Linked DNA regions of Columba livia: region 1 is linked to region 2. A link is a contact called in public Hi-C data. All regions are on one chromosome and are shown on one strand. Each heading gives the region's core, a stretch centred on a gene start, on an enhancer-like site or on the middle of the called end of the contact. The rest is flanking DNA. Distances are from core to core; before and after follow the strand shown.

What was found. A called contact is a pair of places that touch in the nucleus more often than the background predicts.
Region 1: a Hi-C map of liver shows a contact between it and region 2, with 2.2 times the contacts expected there. The contact joins the promoter of GALNT2 here to the enhancer-like site in region 2. A contact is called at or near these places in 2 of 2 Hi-C or Micro-C datasets (crop and liver).

The regions. Positions count from the first base shown.
Region 1 is chr3:76,700,703-76,704,992 of bColLiv1.pat.W.v2, reverse strand. GALNT2 (polypeptide N-acetylgalactosaminyltransferase 2) reads left to right here and starts at 2,811. Exons shown (of 16, transcript XM_065057735.1): 1 at 2,811-3,024. The coding sequence starts at 2,908.
Region 2 is chr3:76,623,747-76,628,669 of bColLiv1.pat.W.v2, reverse strand. GALNT2 (polypeptide N-acetylgalactosaminyltransferase 2) reads left to right here. Exons shown (of 16, transcript XM_065057735.1): 9 at 3,076-3,163; 10 at 3,936-4,039. Among named protein-coding and RNA genes, the nearest start is that of GALNT2, 76 kb to the left of the region's middle. Within about 2 kb of position 1,904, at least 2 of the 3 cell types and tissues checked have an H3K27ac peak away from gene starts, as active enhancers do.

The sequences.
Region 1 (4,290 bases), core at 1,562-4,061, 75 kb before region 2:
TGATTTGACTGAGTTATAAACCTTTGGAAACTGTGTTTGAGCATGTGCAGTGGATTATTTCAGTAAGCTTGTGAAATGTGCAGCTACAGAAGGATTTCTGTACATGCATGGCCGGCTAATTTTGCTGGAAAGGAAAAAATCTATCTAAGCACATTGCCCAAATCAGTGAAAATACCTGGGGCTTCAGGGAGACCTTTGAAGACTGTCTCAAGATACTTTAGACTATGAAAAAGGCAAGAAAAGATTCTGTAGGCTTTGCAAGGTGTTTAAGAGTAAGTGCCCTAGAGATTTTGCAAGGTCAAATGGGATCACGGCTCCAGAACTGGGCACTTTATACATGCCAAGTATGTGATGTTTTCTGTGGGGAAGCACATCACATACAACACGCTCTCCGTTGGCAGATCTGCCCTGCGAAGGAATCCCCCAGCAGCAGGGAAGCTCCTCCTTCATCCCCCTTCTAGCTGAGGGTAGAGCTTAAGTGGCAGGAGTTTATCACAATGTTCACAATCTTGGGCTGCTGAGACTGCTCTGAATTACACGGAAAATATTGCTAATTAAACTTTAGCCTCTGAGGTGTTGTGTGTGTCTCTTTTTAGACACAGGCACAATCAGTGCTTTTGCAGGAATTGCTGTCACTTGCATCAAACACACTTTGGACAAATCAAAAACTCTCATCCAGAACATCTGTGTTTCTTCTGGCAGCCTGTGCTCTCCAGTGTATCTCACTTAATAGATGCCAGTTATTTGATTCCAAAACTTGTATTCTGCACAAACGGGGTGCCTCTCTCCAGCTCCCTCCAAAACCAAGAATCGTAATGCTGAGCTTATTGAAGGAGTCATATTATGTGAAGAGATCTCTATTTTACACTCTCTATACAAATGCTTATTTGGGGTTTCTTCCTTTGTCTTTTCACCTGTCCTGTCTCTCCATCAGGGCTCTGGCAGCTGGGAAGGTATGCAGTTGTTCACTGAAATCTTTGCATGCCAGACAACTTCTGCCCAGGCTGTGCCAACGCTGACATGAATCAACTTCTTGACGAGACTGTCAGCGGAGTCACTGTGCTGGTGAGCAGGTGAGCTTTTGATGCCACTTCTTTCAGCGGCTGGCTCTTCTCCTGCTCATGCAACAGAATTTCTGCCAGACCCCTGCCTCAGCCTGGCACAGCTTGGTGAGCAGTCTTCTACAGAGGCTCTGTAGCCACCAGTGCGGCTTGACTGGCAGAGGTCTGACATAGGTATAGACAGAAGGAGCACAAAATCATGCAGTGCAGTCAGAATGGGCAGCAGTAAACCAGCATATTAAAAAAAAAAAAAAAAAACAACAAACAAACCAATGGTGAGATGACAGAGAAAACCTTTAAAACCCAGGAATGTTCTGCTTTGAGTGGATACCGTGGCTCTGAAATAAAGGTGCTTTTTAATTGCTAGGGAATGTGTCTCAGTTTTGTGCTCTCATTTTTTGATATCTCGGAGTAGAATGAGACAGCAGCAAATGTTGGACAAGAGGAAAGTCAGTGGTGTGGAAAAAGGACAGCATGAACTGTGCACGCACAAGTCAGTGAACCACACTGAGGGCTAGCAGCAGTGTAGTGTCTGTCCTGGGGTGTTTAATGGTGGAACTGGGTAAGCAGAAAGAAAGGTAATTTTACCAGGCCATGACCTCATATCGACAGATCAGCCTCTAAGAGTAGAAGCCCACTTGGGTCAACCTGGGAAGAGTCCTCTGGAGGCCCCCTTAGGCCTGTGTGGGGGCAACCGTGCTTCCAGACTGGGTGCTGCTGTCCGAGTAATGCAGTGACCTCAGAAGGGTGAGGGAGCAGATGCGTGACCTCAGTGGGAAGGTGGGGTTGTCAAGACCTTGATGTCTCCCACAAGGCCACACAAGAATCTCTTAAATAATGTAAGGCAGAGACTTATCAAATGAGATGTGGATACCTGTCACGCAGAGAACACTGGACATCATCCAGCATGACTTTGCTTTCTCACCTTTGAGATTTAATGAAGACCAGCCTCACCACCTGCCCCAAGTGACCGCAAGGACACCACCTTCACAAAGCAGATTGTTCGTTCCCTGCTGTTCAGTGGGAACACCAGGGAGACACAGAAACGACTTCTGGTGGCCAGCTTGGAGCTTCTGTGCAGCTGGGATCCCTATATAACGAGCCAATATGGGCTGAGGCGTGCTCAACCCACCAGTGGCGCAGTATGGAGAGTGCGCTGAACGGGGTGCAGCCGCAGCCGGGATCACCCCTCACGTCAGAGGGGCCGCTCCCGGCGCTGCCCATGCCCCAGCCCGCAGAAGTGCGGTCACAGACACTTTCGGCCGGAGGCAGGCGGGGGTGGGAGGCGGCGGGCCGGGCGCCCGAGCAGCTCCGAAACCCCACGGCCCCGCGGCACCCGCCAGCCGCCGCTCCGGGCGCGGGCCGGCTGCTGACCCGCCCGCCCTTCGGCAGGCGCAGCCGGGGCGGCCCCGCGCTTGCCCGTCACGTCCCGGCCGTTGGCCACGAGGCGCGGCAACCGCCTCATCGGGCGGCGGCAGCGCGCGCCCCTCAGGCAGGCGCTGGGGAGCGCGGCGGCGGTCGGCAGGGCGGCGCGGGGCCGGGGCACCGGGCGCGGGAGGGAGGGAGGGACGGGCGGGCGAGGTCGGGCCGTCCCGCCGCCGCGGGGGGCGCGCAGCCCCCGGCCCGGGCGGGAGGGGGCGGCGGCCCGGCGTGCTGCAGCCATGGCGACGCTGGTCGCCCCGCTCCGCCCCGCTCCGCCCCCCGTGGGGCCGGGCGGCGCGGGATTGGTCGGGGGGCGGGCGTTCGCCCTCTGCCCCCTGACCCTGCGCGGCGGCGGCGGCGGCAGGAGCGGAGGCTGCTGCTGCTGGCCGTTTCCTGGTGGCCTGGCGGCGGCGCGGGAGGGAGGATGCGGCGCAGGTCTCGGCTGCTGCTCTGCTTCGCCTTCCTCTGGGTGCTGGGCATCGCCTACTACATGTACTCGGGCGGCAGCGCCGCGCTGGCCGGCGGCGGCGGCGGGAGGAAGGTAAGAACCCAGCCTGGAGACCGCGCGGGGCAGGCGGTGAAGGTGCGCCCGCTCCGTGTCCCGGCGGCGGGGCGGCTCGGGGCGGCGCTGCCCGGTCCTCAGGGCGGGGGCGGCGGGGAGGTGCTCGTTTGCAGGCGCGGTGAAGCTCCCCCGGGCTTCTTCTTTCCCCACTAGCACGTTTCCCGGAGGCAGATGGCTTCTTTGTGGACTTCAGACCGGTTTCAGCCTCGTCACGTCGCTCCCTGCCCAACTGCGGCCGGCCACGTCCCGGGCCGGGGGAAGTTGGTGTGGGAGGGGAGAGTAGGGCGGGTGGCGGGGGGGCCGGGGCTGCGCTCCGCGGCGGGGGGGCCCCGCCTGGGCTCCGCTCCCGGCACAGAGCGGCTGCCCCGTCCTTCCCCCGCCGGCACCGGAGTCGCCCGGGCTCGTGTGCCCTCCTCGGGAGTGCGCGGGGATCCGAGATGCAAGTGCTTTTTCTCTCTGGGATGCGCGGTGATTTCCTCTCGCTACGTCTGCAAGATGCCCTTTTATGATCGGTTTTGCAATATTTCGGGAAATAGCTGGATTTGTCACGTTCCACGTCTGTGGTGTGGAAGGTCTGTCTTCTCGTTTTTTTTTTTTTTTTTTTTTTAATCGGCTCCGTTAGTAAGGCTCAAGAAGTTGTCTATTGACAGTACAGGAATATTTTTTCTTTATTCTGCTGATCAACATATACAGTCCACTTTTCGGTGTGTTGTAGTAATTCATTGATCAGGAAAACAGCTGCAAGTTAAGTATGTCATAGTTCAAGATTTTTGTCAATCAAAGCAGGTTTATATGGCATGATGCTGGAAATGGCAACTTTATCTGCAAACTCTGTTTAGAAAAATTACTTATGAATAAGTGCTTTTTTTTTTTTTTTGGTGGACTTTCCCCCACCCCCAAACACTAGCAAAGCCAAGAGCTTTTAAGAACTCTTGTTTAAGCCTTATATTTTGGAATAGGAAAGGTGAAAAGGCATCTCATAATGGCATAGTTTTTCTAAAAAACCCAAACAAACCAACCCAGAAATGAGAAGAAAGCAAGTGAGCAAAGTGTTCCACAGTTAGACAGTGTTCTTTGCTAATAAATGTCAGTCTCCTGTTAAATGAAAAGAAGTGTTTATTGAGTCTAGTGCTGTGTAAGAAGAAGAATCTTCTTGTATTGCTTTGATGCAGTTTGGTTCATTAATGCGTGTATTTTCAGTAAAAATCTGCTGATGACTGGTTCCCATGGCAGGTTGTGGAAGCA
Region 2 (4,923 bases), core at 655-3,154:
TAAAAAGACTTGTGAAACTCTCTCTGCCCCCAAGAAAAATCCTCCCCTTTTTTCACTGTAAGCAAGAATCTAGTATTTAAAATAGCTGTTCTTCTTCCCCCCCTCCCTTTTTTTGACTGAACTGTCTGCACAAAGATATAAAATGAGCCACAATACAGAAATTATGCAGTGCTGTTTCTGCAGTGTTTCAGCTTTTTCTGAATGGGCTTTCTTGAGCGTGGAAGGAAAAACTAATTCCAAGCCTATTCTGTCAGTTACTAGTCTCTAACTGGCTTCCAGGTGTTGTTCCAGTAAACTACAATAAAAGCAATATTTGCATAATGTCACATAGGGTGCAATTTCCAGTCAGTGATGTGGAGGTGAGAGGTTCTATGTCCTTTTAATTAACATCCTGAAGTAACACCTACAGTGCATATATTCACAGTATGCTAATGTATAGGTCTGTGCTATTATCTGAGTGCCAGCTTTTTTAAAACCTTAAGGCTTTTACCCAATCTATTCATTATGCCTCAAGCATGGAAATCTCTATACCATTATGTGGCTTTTATTGTTGCCTGCAGTAGGAGGAGGAGTTCTTTCACTGAAACCTTTGCTTGGTTCCTGCAAGGTTCGCACACTTTAATTCTTCCCAAGTGAAGTGAAAGAAGATTGAGAGATCGTTTCACTTGTTACTGCTTTATCTTTGGAAGTATGTTTCCCTTTTCTCCTTTTTTTTTTCTTTTTTTTTTAATTTTTAGTGCTCATTTTCTCCCCTTGTATGCAACAGAAATAGATGTTTTAATTTTTTAAGTGCATGGAACCTCTGTACTTCTGGATTGAGGAGTGAGAAGCTGGTTTTTTGGGTTTTTTGTTTTTTTTTTTTTTAATATTAACAATAGAAATTTTGCACATACCAGTGTTTAAGGCCATTTGGGTGTCTCTTGAAACATGAATAATATATTTCTTTTCAGTTCCCAAAGGACAGATTACCATGTTACAGGCACTACCATGTTTGATGTCATGGGACACTTTCGCTGGGCCAAGTCTAAACATGGAAAACCAAGCTATGCTTTCAACCTGAGATAGAGTATCTGAAGCATGGAGGGTTGAGACAGCTGGGACAGCATTTGTGCCTGGTCTGTTTTGAAAGGACTTAATCACCCAAGACAAGCAACCTAGCAAATGCTACGAAGGTTTTAAAGGAGACAGGGCTAAAAAAAATTCCCCATGTCTAGCCAATACTAAATCCATGCACTTCATGTTACAAATTTTTTGTTGAGGGGGGATTTGCAAAAGTGTTTATGCTGCCCTGAGAAACACTTCAATTTCTGGAATAAACTGTAGTTAACTGAGATCTAATAATTTAGAGTATGCCTATGATGCAGTTTACACTGGATAGAATTTCATAGTGGATATGCACTTGTGTTTAGAAAAACTCCTTTTACAGAATTACTGATATTATCTGATTGAGTACAGATTTTTCCCAGAGTCAGTGAAAATGGAGACAGTTTTTATGGGTAGACAATTTATACACATGTTCAGAGTTTGTAACAGAGTGCTGTGTTCCAGAAGAGACCCCTTGTGTTCACTAGAGTATACGTAACTCTATCTGTACTGCTTCTGCCAGAGAGCGGTAGTTTTTTTTCAAGTTCCCCCAGATGCAAGTAATTTTGCTGGGTATGTATGATGAAATGCGACTTTTTAACTGCATGGAAATAGTGGAGCTCATTTTACTTTTCATGCTGGAGGCTTTATGGTACTATCGATTGTAGTCATTTTACGGTTTTGCTACTTGGAGTTTTGGAGTAGTTAGACAGTCTTTCATTTTTACAGTGCAACACTTCATGAAATACTTAACTGTGGAGAGACAGAGTTGACATGCATGCTGTAAAGACTGTTCAGGGTAATTTCTGTATTGTGCGTGATAAATGTCTTGTGAGATAAAATGAAAACTGTTTAGTTTTCAACTCTCCACATCAATCATTAGTATGCACGTTTACGAATACAGACAGTTTGTAGGACTGTACTTGTTGTCTGGCTACCTTCACTTTTCCCCCACTTCCCCACAAGGTAATTGCTTTATCTTTATGCTGGAGAAAGAAAACTATTGACATCTGTGCACCAGAAATCTGGAAATCATTCATTACATGACCTCATAGGATATAAATGTCTGGCAGCAGGCAGTCTGTATGAGGCTGGTTTGCTAGGTGTACTGGAAGAGGGAGACGGACCTTGTGTAGCTTTTTAATAGATGTTCATGCTCCTGGGCATAACCCATCTTAAAAGGGGTTATGAAAGTGTTTCCTATAGGAAGTTTGTCTTACACCAGCTGTGCATCGTTGCCTAAAGGTGGTGATTCAAATGCTTGTTGGATAGAATATTGCTGTAGGTGACCTATTGGTCATTATTCTAGTGGCTGCTATGTGCTGCTGTGCTTAACTCACTGAAGGACCAGACCAGCTGTTGCTGCGTGTACACACACATAGGTACTTACATAAAGGAAGTAAGATTTTGGCTCTGTAGCGCTTGTCTCAGATTTAAATAAAGGTGCACTTAGAAGTGTGTAGTGGGAAAGCAGGAAGATAAATGAATGTTAATAAGTGGGAGCTACATAACCTGTTGTGACCTTCACCATAGAGAGCTCCTGCTGATAAAGGAATACTAACTGCTGCATAAAGCCTGTGTAAACATATGTCATCAAGTTGAAATGCAATTGTACAGTAAAAGACTTTTGGGAGCATTTGTAATGGTTGGAAGATCATCATATGGTGTTCTATTTGATGAAATGAGACATTGGATTAATATGAGGCTTTTGCTTTGTCACTTGCTGATTGGGTTTCTTACTATGTGTAGTAGATGGCAGCAAGAGAGATCAAAGCTATTTTGTATTAGATATTACTTTTTATTGTCCTGTCAACTTATTTGCCATTTATCTGGACTCCTACTTGTTTGTTTTCTACACAGAAGTTTGTACACATTTAAAATTTTTCATTTAAATTACAGTTCCCGGTGTTTTCAGTGAACATTATGTTACTACAAGTTGAATGATGACCAGAGTCTTTTTAACGTCCTTCTCTAATCTTTTTCTTCTTGAAGGCTTTGATTGGAACCTGGTGTTCAAGTGGGATTACATGACACCAGAGCAAAGAAGAGCACGGCAAGGAAATCCAGTTGCTCCCATAAAGTATGTCTGTATACCACCGCTTCTCCCTCTATTAGATTGTAGTTTGCAACTAAACAAAGCTAGCAATCATATTCTCTGACTCTGAAAGGGATCTTTACTCTATCTTTCATTAATATTGAAACTTCATTATTGTGTAGCATTATGAGACTCTCAGAAATAAGTTGTATTTTAAGAAATACTTTAAAGCATGCTGGTAGATTATTTACCCTTTAAATGAACCACAATCTGCTTTTTGTTAAGTTGGTACCTTTTGAGGGCTAAAACTACAGCATCAGTTTTAATGTTTTTATTACTGGTACAAATTGTGACCCTTTACATAAAGAGCATGTGAGCCAAATGGGGCTTTGGAAGCTACCTCAGAAGGTGGTTGTAGTGTTACCCCGTTTCCCTGAAAATAAGATAGGGTCTTATATTAGTTTTCGCTCCAAAGATGTTACTTTTTACGTGTATAGCTGCCTGGACACTATTTAAATTGACTTTTTTTGTGAACTGTAACTAGAGCTTCTTTTTGGAGTAGGGTTTATATTTCAAGCATCCTCAAAAATCCTGAGAAATCATGCTAGGGCTTATTTTCAGGGTAGGTCTTATTTTTGGGGAAACAGGGTATATGTGCCATAGAAAGTGTGTGCACACAACATTTAAAGTGATAGATGCAAAATTAGTTGCATTTGGAAGTATTGCATTTTTTTCAGAGAGATATTAACCTTGAGATGCAAATAATAACCTCACAGTTTATGGTTCTGGAAGTATTTAATTTTTCTTGTCTGTTTAGGACACCCATGATAGCTGGTGGATTATTTGTGATGGACAAATCCTATTTTGAAGAACTAGGGAAGTATGACATGATGATGGATGTTTGGGGTGGAGAAAACTTAGGTATGTATATTATTTACTTTTGGATCAGTCTTGAAAGAATGCAGGTTTCATCATTACACAAAATCAGGAAGACCATGATTCTGTGACATAAAGAGGGTTAAAACTAGAGTTGAAACTTCACATGCATTATTAACAAAATCCAGATGATTTATTTCAATGAAAGAATTAAAGCAAGGTAGGATTTATGTGCTAAATATGGGAGAATAAAAGTATTTGTTCATTAAATAGTGAACTTTTTCATAATGGAAGTTGGGTGATAAAAAAATACAGGATGTAGACAGGAAATTGTTTCAAACATGCTATTTTGTTTGAAAGTCACATCCTCATCTAAAGTTATCGGTTAAAATAAAATAATGTTTAAATGCTGCCAATTTAAGGTATGTTTTAAGATGTTGCTGAAATTTAATCTTGAAAAGTGGAACACAGGAGTTCGAGTTTAATGTTCTTACATGCGTCTTAAGAAATCAATTAATACTTAGCTGACTGAAGAATAATCTGCTTCTTAACATTAATAATACAATACTGCAATACTGCCTGGCATCTAAACTTAGTGATTTTTTAAATTTTAAACCCTTATTTAGCACTATGAGATAATTATGGTTGAGAAGGCTTTTTTTTTTTCTAGTTCCTTATTTTCAGATGTTTGAGTGGGATTTAGAGAAGGAGGAGGAGCAACTGAGAGAACTTGTGCTTTAGCCATTTCTTCTTTGACCTGGTGGTTAGTTCTGGCTTCAGTAGGTTTGTCTCTTTGCATTATAGTATTGTACAAAGTTTTTTCTCCAGTATACTTGTATTAGAACAAAAAAAATATTTGGGAAAAGCAGAACTGTGACTTCTCAAGACTTCCATTCTGTCACTTAGTATTTTGGGGTAGAGATGCATCT